Regions from separate parts of the Mus musculus genome. Here region 1 is linked to region 2. The links are chromatin contacts, called in public HiChIP or PLAC-seq maps. All regions are on one chromosome and are shown on one strand. The core of a region is the stretch at or near the end of the contact, and the rest is flanking DNA. Distances in the headings are between cores, read along the strand shown. Region 1 has its middle 95 kb from the start of Gm26054. Region 2 has its middle 24 kb from the start of Gm46018.

Region 1 (4,587 bases), core at 1,813-4,312, 370 kb after region 2:
ACACACCAAGGACCCAAGGACACTTCTGATACCTCCAAGCTGAAGCAGAACTTGCTGTCTGGTCTGTGCCTCCATGCCTTGGTGGTTGCTGTTCATGAATCTCCAATGCCTCTGCCGAAACCTACGTTCAAGGTTCATGAAATTTTCAAGCCTAGCTTTAGGTTTTGTTTTCTCTAACTCCCTCTTCTATATCCCTCCTTTGTGTGATTGTGCTTATTGTGCGCCAGCCCTAGGAGTGTGGTGTGTAACTGATTTGCATCAGTTTTCCTGTTAGGCCCCTAAGGGGCTCGAAGGCAAGGGTCACATCTTATTTATCTATAACAGCCCAGGCCTGAACACTGTGATGGGCACATGCTAAATGTGCAATAAGTATATACTACTATATATATTACAAATGCCAACCCTAGAATGTGCTTATTCTTCTGCCTTCAAGTGTGATTTTATTTAGATGTCCCCAAATACACACCTGTAAGCATATTTAGACTGAGAATCTGTAAAGAATGATGCTGAATTAGCACACTTCTGTGAAATGAAAGAACAGAAAGAAAGTTTGCGTGGTGGTGCATACCAGCCAGGACAGCCTACTCAGTAAGGTCCAGGCCAATGAGAGACCCTGTCCATAGTTTTCCCTCCAAATGCTTTTCCTAATAGTCCCACATGTTTTGCTGTCTTTATCCTCTTCTGAAACTTATTTTATCTGTTATAAATTTGCAGGTGAGAAACACTTTCAATTTCATTTTATTTGGAAATGTCTTGATTTTTATTTTATGGAAGAAGATTACATTTAATGAACAGGAGAGAGAGAGAGAGAGAGAGAGAGAGAGAGAGAGAGAGAGAGAGAGAGAGAGAGAGAGAGAAGCCCTGTCCCAAATAACAGGAGGGAAATACTTGAAGAACAACATCTACAGATGGCCCATGTTCTTCCACATACATTGCTCACATGTACATGCACCTTCACACACATGAACATACATATATCTGTGTGGACATCAGCCCAGCTTAACAAAGCAAGACCCTGCCTCAAAACAAAACAATTCTAGTAGCCTCACACGGAAGTCTGCCTCTTGCTTCTTACTGGTTGTACAGCATTGGACAAGATAGTTTCTCTGAGCCTGAATTTTTTTCATTTGTGTCACAACATTACAATATACAATGGTAGCTATGTCTTACTATGAGATCAGGTGGGCCACATAAGGCTGAATTGCCAGGACAGTCTGAAGAGGAAGGTGTTGCACTACAATCCACAGCCCCAAGGGAGGATGCTTGAGTCTTACTCAGAAGGAGAAATAAAATAGATATTGTAGGTGAATAGAGGGAGGGAACTGGGTGAGAGATGGAATGGGGGGGGGGAACAGAGTGGGGGATCAGGTGTAGAGAGAGCAGGGGTGGAGAGAGAAGAGAAATTGGTATCAGGCAGTGGGTGCTTCTCTGGGACTTGCCAGAGACCTGCGACCAGGGGGAGACCCCAGGAAGTCTATAGAGGTGACTCTAGCTGAGACTCCCATCAGTGGGGGATATGGAGCCTGAAGTGGGCACCTCCTGTAGCCAGGCAGGACCCTGGCTGAGTGGATGAATAAGGACATCAACCTACCCACAATACTTTAAACCCAAACTTTGTCCTGTCTATAAGAAATGCAGGGACAGGGATGGATCAGAGACTGGGGAAATGGTGAACAAGTAACTAGACCAAATTGAGACCCATCCTGTGGTCAAGCACTAATCCCTGACACTATTAATGATAATCTGTTATCCTTGCAGACAAAAGCCTAGCATAACTGTCTTCTGAGAGGCTCTACCCAACAACTGATGGAAAGAGATGCAGAGACCCACAGCCAAACATTAGATGGAACTTAGGGAGCCTTGTGGAAGAGTCAGGAGAAAGATTGAGGGACCCTGAGGGGATAGGGTCTCCACAAGAAGACCAACAGGTTCAACTAATCTGGACACTTATGGGGTTCACCAGAGACTGAACTACCAACCAAAGAGCAAGCATAGGATGGACCCATGTCCCCTCATATATGTAGCAGATATGCAGCTTGGTGTTCATGTGGGTGTCCCAACAACTGGAGTCGGGGTTGTTCCAGAATCTGTTGCCTGCCTCTGGATCTTGTTCCCCTAACTGGACTACCTTATCTGACCTTAGTGGAAGAGGATGTGCCTAGTCCTGCAGTGACTTGATGTGCAAAGGTGGGATGTGATATCTAGGGAGGCCTCTCCCTCCTCAGAGGAAAGGGAAGAGGGGCATGAGGAAAGATTACCAGAAGGAAGGGGCCTGTGATCAGGAGGCAAAGTGAATAAATAAACTAATTAATGAAAATATGAGATAGGTGTTGCATTTATCTTCATTCTAGGACCAAAAAGTCATGGCACTGGAATAACTCAAGGAGACACAGAGGTGACCCATGAGCATCAGTGGACAGTTCTGTATCCAGAGCTTATCACACTGCTGGTCCCTTAGGCCTGGTTCCACGCTCCTTCCTCTGAGAATCTGTAGATTGCTCCCAAATTTTTACTAGTCCCCAAAGCAAGCCCTGAGAGGACCTTCTAGGTGGCTGTCAGCAGGACATGAATGAGTAGTTTATTATATCCCACCTCCCCTCCTTATGCCCAACCTTGAGAAGAGACCTGGGATCGTCTTTGAGCATGATAGCAGATTGACAATCCTTCTAGTTAGTAATTAGGACATGGTAATGTGCCCTGCTGGCAATTAGTGTGTTAATGTAGCGTGGACTGAATCACTTAGAGTGATCGAAAGGTATGGCAAGCTCAGAACATTAATGTCAGAGTCGGAAGCTTCTGGGAGGTGGTGTTAGGGGATGAGGGGAAGGCTGGAACATTGGAGTTGGGGATGCCAGATTTGTGGCTTGTCTGTACTACTGTTTGAGCTTGGTCTTGGATAAGTCATCTCTGGACTTGAGAGGTAAACATAAGGGGTCTGGTTTTGAGGTGTGAACAGATGAGGAAGAAGAGAAGAGAAGATGGTGATCATGCAGGCTTTGGCTGATGAAGGGCTGAAGCTTATTTGCCCCTGTGCCTGCTGTAAGGAAGCTCTGTGAGTGGAATCATTTAACCAAGCAGGGCTCAGCTGTTCTGTGGAAAGGGACCAACCCAGAACTTAGCTGTTTAGCTACATAATGTGTGTCAGCATCAAGGCAAGCTACTTGAAAGGAAGAAAGGTTTATCTTGGGTCTCAGCATCTGAGGTTTTGGTAAATGGTCACTTGGCTCTGTTGGTTCTGTGTGATGAGAGACCAAGCATCCTGGTGGAAGGTGGAATCTAGCTGCTCACCATATGGTGACAAAGGTGAGAAGAGAGCAGGTTGTGGAAGGGATGGAGGAAAAATATGCCCTTTGAGGGCACATCTCAGTAATCTATAGCCTTCTAACTCCTAGAATTCCTACCTTGTTCCTGTTATATAAGACTCATAGGTCAATGGTTTAGCCCATCAATGTGATCACAGTCATCATGGCTCAATCACCTCCCATAGTACCATCTCTAAACAATGGAGCACTGGAGACTCTGATCTCCCCCCTCCTCTCCCTCTCTCCCTCCCTTCCCCCTCCCTCCCTCTCTCCCTCCCTCCCTCCCTCCCTCCCTCCCCCTCCCCATCTCCTTCTATCTCTGCCTCTATCTCTCTTCCTCTCTCCTTCTTCTTCTTCCCTTTCCCTCTCCCCCTCTGTGTGTATTCAATCTATTAGTTTTATTCTTCTAAAGAACCCTACTAACACAGAGAGACTGTGCCCTCAATACATGAACATTTGCAGGGAACTTCACATCTATACTGTGTCCTTCCCCCAGCCTTGAATAGGCTAAACAAACCTGGCTGGAGTCAGCACCAGGCCTCACCACATTTGCATTTCCCTACCAGATCCTTGAGGAGTTGACCTCCTGCTGAGTTTGCTTTGCAACTCAATTCAGCTTAAACAAAAGGATGGGTCTGTGGGGTTTGCCTATATAAATGCAGAGCTGAAAATTAAACTTTGAGCCTTGATCAGAAATCTTTGTCTTGGCTTCATCCTTCTCTTTCCTGCCTGTCCTTTTTCATTCCCAGCATCCCTTTCAGGTATACCCAGTTCTCCATGGCTGCTGGACAGCTACACTATACCACAACCATGATGAGGCTTGTGGCAGAGACTCTTCTGAGCAAGAGGAGGTTGCCATGACCAGGCCAGAGTCCATTTATATATATATACAATTCCATTTGTTCTTTCCCTCCCATTTCAATTATCCTTGTTTTTCTTACAAAGGCATTGGGTTTTCCAATGCTTCTGAGTGGGCATACTGATTTATGCTGCTGGGGATTTGATGAACTGGAATTTCATTCAGAATCTTGGATACCAGCACTCTAGATCTTAGTCTCTCACCCTACTATTTTATGGAAACTACAGGGACCTCTCCACCTCTGAGATCCAAGACTTTTCTGAAGCACTGAACCTTAAAGGAAATTCTTTGATTCTTTGCTAGAATAAACAAACAAGCAAACAAACACTATGAAATTGGCTTCATAGGTCAAGTTGTAACTATTGTTACCGAATGCCACTGCCAGAATTCAACAGTATATCAGGGCAGTACAGTTCAGCTAGGCTT
Region 2 (4,348 bases), core at 111-2,610:
ACTTGAAAACAGGACAATTAGCTTGGAATATCTGCTTGCAATCAGTCCAAAAGCCTGAAAGGTAAAATATGGAAGCTGAAGTGATTCAGAGAAAGAAGTCTGGAGAAGCAGGGCCAGAGAGAGGACCTGTTGCTGCCTTTGAAGATGGAGGGGAGGGGGGTCACACAAAGGCAGCTTCTTGAGACTGAAAAGAGTGAAAACACAGATTCTCGTCTAGATCTTTGGGAAGGTGCAACTGGATAATAAATTGAGTTTTGTCCAGTGACTTGATTTTAGCCTGGTAATTTTAGCCACCTCTGACGTCCAAAGTCTAACCTGTGAAATTACACATGCATGCTTTGTAAGCTGCTGAGTCTAAGGTAAGGTGGAACTGTAGGAAACTTAGCCCACAGGACAGCCTGGCTTCTCATACTCTTCCTTTAAGATTGATGTCTTGTAGTCCAGGCTGCCCTCCAACTCGATGTATAACTAGGATGATCTTGAACTCCCAGTTCCCATGAACACAGTGTTGGTGATGGAACCTGAGTTCTCTAGATGGCAGGCAAGGGCTACTCACAGAGCTATGTCCACAGCCCCACCTGCCTTTGTAAACCCCTCCCCCCCACACACACCCATTTGCAGTGATCTCATCTGTCCACTTGATCTGTGGCCACAGGGCCTTTCCATGGTGACAGAATGCCCACTCAGCTCACCAGTTAACCTGTTAGTGTCTGGGCTATCTGGTGCATGCTCAGCAAATACTTATCGAATGCATAAACGAACAAAAGAGAACAAATGGAAATTTCAAAGCTCATTTCCCTCATCCGCAGGGTTTCTTGTTTTGACAGGCTGTTTAGAATTTCTGAGTGCACACATGGACACGGGAGGATGAATTGGTGAGAGACCACACGGCAGATTAGTGGGACACACAAACCAAGAATTCTGGCTACCGACAGAGCCAAGTCCTAAAATCCAAGTTAGTTTTTTTATTTTTATTTTTATTTTTTTGGAGGATTTGGAAACTCAGACTCAGACGCACAGGTGCTGTGGCCACAGACAATTTTCAGGAGTCAGAGTCAGTTTCTCCCTCCCACCATGTGGGTTCTGGGAATTCAGCTTCCAGGCTTGATGGTGGGCACCTTTACCTGCTGAGTCATCTTGCCAGCTCGCCAGCCTATAATTAATGGGCTGTAAATCTATAGTGACCAGCGGGAGGTGGGGGTGAGTGTCCCTATCCCATGTGTGGCTTTGAAAGCTTAGATGGGACACTTGAAGTTTTTAACAGCCTGCAACAGTTCAGCTCCCTCACCACGAGACCCGGCCCTCTGCAGTCGCTGGAGTGTGTGTTTGTTTAATTAGGGCACCGAGTAGAGCCTCATCCGGTGGCAGATGTTGCCATGTGTAATGTAATAAATAAAAGTCTTTATAGGACCCAGCAGGCAGCAGAGCCTTCGGTTAGCAGATGGCAAAATATTAAGCTGGCAGAGCAATAACTTAACTGCCTGAATCAGCTGGTCCCTGCCCAGATTTGCTCTGACATGAATCAACTTCATATAGGAAATGTCACTCTGCCTCAGCCATGGTACTCTCACCTGCCCTCCCTCCTCTTCCCAGAAAGGCCTGGTTCTTGTCTTGGTATTCCATTATTAAAATCAGCTTGCTGGGCATGAAACCTCGTAGCCTCATTAGGGGGTCGATGAGAGGTGCACGCTGGACTTCACTGTAGGCTTCTTCTGGGTTAGGGGAAGGGGTGTCATGAGTATGCAGTTGCCTTCCAGGCCCAAGTTAGCCAGACAGTGGGTAGCCTGGCTCCTGGGCCCTCATGGTATTTGATGTCCATCCCACTTGGCTGCAGAAATCCTCTTGTTGGGGGGACAGACAGGATGTCTGCTAGCCTAGGGGTTCCCAGGGAGGAGGAAAAAGAGGCCTTTTACTCTGAAAGCACAGAGCTTGGAAAGAGACCGAGTGCCATCCATAATGTTGCCCAAGGGGCAGAGAGAGGCTGATGAGAACTGGCTTACCAAATGCCAACTGTGCTGATGTCTGTGTTTGTGTGGCTCAGGATGGTTAGGGCCATGCAGGGCTCCTTGATGAGGATCCCCAGGGCCAGGAGCTTCTGTCTTCTCCATAACCCTACAGAGCAGTATCCACAACCCCACCCCTGGCACCACCAATGCACCTGTGCTGTCCCGAGACCCTGCTGTTCATTCTTGTGGAACTCTTTCAGTTTTAAACATTAAATTCATTTCCACATGGAGTAACTAAAGTTCTGAGAGTTGATTTAGCACTACACAACTAGGAGATGCCAGAGCTGAGATGGAACCCAAGGCTGCCTGACTGGAGGTAGCAATTAAATTAGCTCAGGGACTTAAGAGTAGAGTTAGGCAGAAAATGGTAGAAATACCACCTAGAAATGAGGGGTAGGACTGGCCCAGGAGAGAGACTATGGCAGTTGTAGTTTCTGAAATAACCATGCTTGAGGAAACTCTTTGATCAGCACTAGAGGGATGCTGTCTGGACTTACCCAGGCTCATTTGGTTGGTAAGAATTGGGGTATGGTTTGAAGTAGAACACATCTAACCAATGCTCTTCACAGAGTCTTCCCAAAGGCTCTTTGAACAGGGGTTTTAAGTGTAAGGAACAGCGTAAGCAGAGCTGGAGAGACAGGTCAGCAGCAAGTAGTTATGATGTGCTTGGACCCTAGAACCCTAGTAAATGCTGTGTGGACATAGCAGCTTCCCTGTATATTCAGCCTTTGAAGGCAGAGCCAGGACCCCCAGAGCTAGCAGGGCTGGCCATATCCAAAAGCTCTGGGTTTGTTTGAGAGACCTTGCCTCAATGAATAAGGTGAAAAAGCAGTTGAGGAAGATTCCACACATCCACCTGGGTGTCCATGCACACATGATGTGCCTATACATATGCGAACATTCATATACACATATGCATCCCACTATCCTACAGAAATGGGAAAAGGAAAAAGAAGAATGCAAATGCCATCGAAGGAAGTGCTTCTAGGAGGGGAATGGCACCATCAAGGTGTGGACAGTGTGGATGAAAGGGTGTGTGCATGTGCATCTGTGTGCAGATGTGCATGTAGACGAGTATTGTGTGACACTACTTCTGGGAAGATGTGAACAAATGTCTACTCACACCAGATAGGGAAACAATGACATACTAAAGTATAGATTCCATCAAAGTCCAGTTGATGAATAAATTTTATCACTGCTACTTATAGGAATATGTTTACGGGATCAACAGATTTGCGATTACCTTTTCTAGGTAGTTTCATTGGTCTGAGCCTCTTCTAGATATCTTGTCTAGTCTCTGTTTCTTTCAGGCAGTTCAGCTTGTCTGAGAGTGACTCACATCAGTGTTTAGTTCTTATATACATGCTCTTGGGGAGGGAGGAGGCTAATGAATCTGGTCAGTATCAGGGACTTCCTGAAGTCTTTGTGTTGTTTACTTCTTGAGCTTAAGGAACTTTCCTGCAGGATGGAGTATCTGTCTTCCCTTTAGAACATGCCCCTGGTTTACCTCACCTCCCCCCACTTTTTTTTAACAACCTCTGCTTTAACAAGCTTTCCTCCAAGACAGAAGATTTAATCTTGGAAGAAACTGCTATTCAACAATAGGGGAATGAGGCTGGCTGTTAGAGACAGAGTCTTGAATGCTATGCCGAATGAAGCTGGGTTTCTTTTCAAGCAAAAATGAATTGTTAAAGGTGTTGGGAGGCAGCACTAAGCTAAGGCAGACAAAGTTTGCTTTAGATCCTGGTGTCAGGTGACTCTTGCCTTCATGTTCCCTGACATCTTTGGGGAAAATGTCAATGAAGGTGCTTTTGGGCACCAAGGTCAGGATAATGAGGATTTGAGGGAGTCCTTTGTGAAACTTAGATTTCCTTCTGATTTTGCCATCTGCAGTGATAGAACCCTTGACCAGAGAGAAGGCTGGGTGCTGCTGTTCGCCTGGGCCTTGGTTCCCAGCATCTAGAAGCTTTCCATCTGATTTCTGTGTGTATTGCATTTCCAGAGCCCATGGATAGACAAATCCCTATGTGTAGACTTCTGAAATAAAGGCCCCTGGACTATCAGCTTAGTCTTCTAAGGAAGACTATCTCCCCTGGAGCTTATCCCTTAACCTATGTTTTCTGTGTCTTTACTTGAGGTAGGCGGTGACCCTGAAGGACGGGAGCTCCCTTATGACCTCGATGTCCAAGGAGAGTTCTGAGGGGGTGAGTTGTCTATGCACCTGTTGCTTATGGGGCCACAGGGTCATAGAGCCCAAGGTTGGCATCACCCCTTGTTTTATTTACAGTTTAAATGTAAAAACATCACAACTTCCAACCCCATTGCAACAATAGCACAAGGTT

What was found. HiChIP or PLAC-seq counts read pairs in DNA pulled down with a chosen protein or histone mark.
Region 1: a contact with region 2 is called in a PDX1 HiChIP or PLAC-seq map of a beta-TC-6 cell line, with 7 times the contacts expected there. The contact joins two enhancer-like sites. A contact is called at or near these places in 2 of 115 datasets of contacts at active chromatin or transcription factors (a beta-TC-6 cell line and embryonic stem cells).

The regions. Positions count from the first base shown.
Region 1 is chr7:117,045,574-117,050,160 of GRCm38.p6, forward strand. No RefSeq gene overlaps it. Among named protein-coding and RNA genes, the nearest start is that of Gm26054, 95 kb to the left of the region's middle. Within about 2 kb of position 3,063, at least 3 of the 459 cell types and tissues checked have an H3K27ac peak or open chromatin away from gene starts, as enhancers often do.
Region 2 is chr7:116,680,126-116,684,473 of GRCm38.p6, forward strand. No RefSeq gene overlaps it. Among named protein-coding and RNA genes, the nearest start is that of Gm46018, 24 kb to the left of the region's middle. Within about 2 kb of position 1,361, at least 7 of the 459 cell types and tissues checked have an H3K27ac peak or open chromatin away from gene starts, as enhancers often do.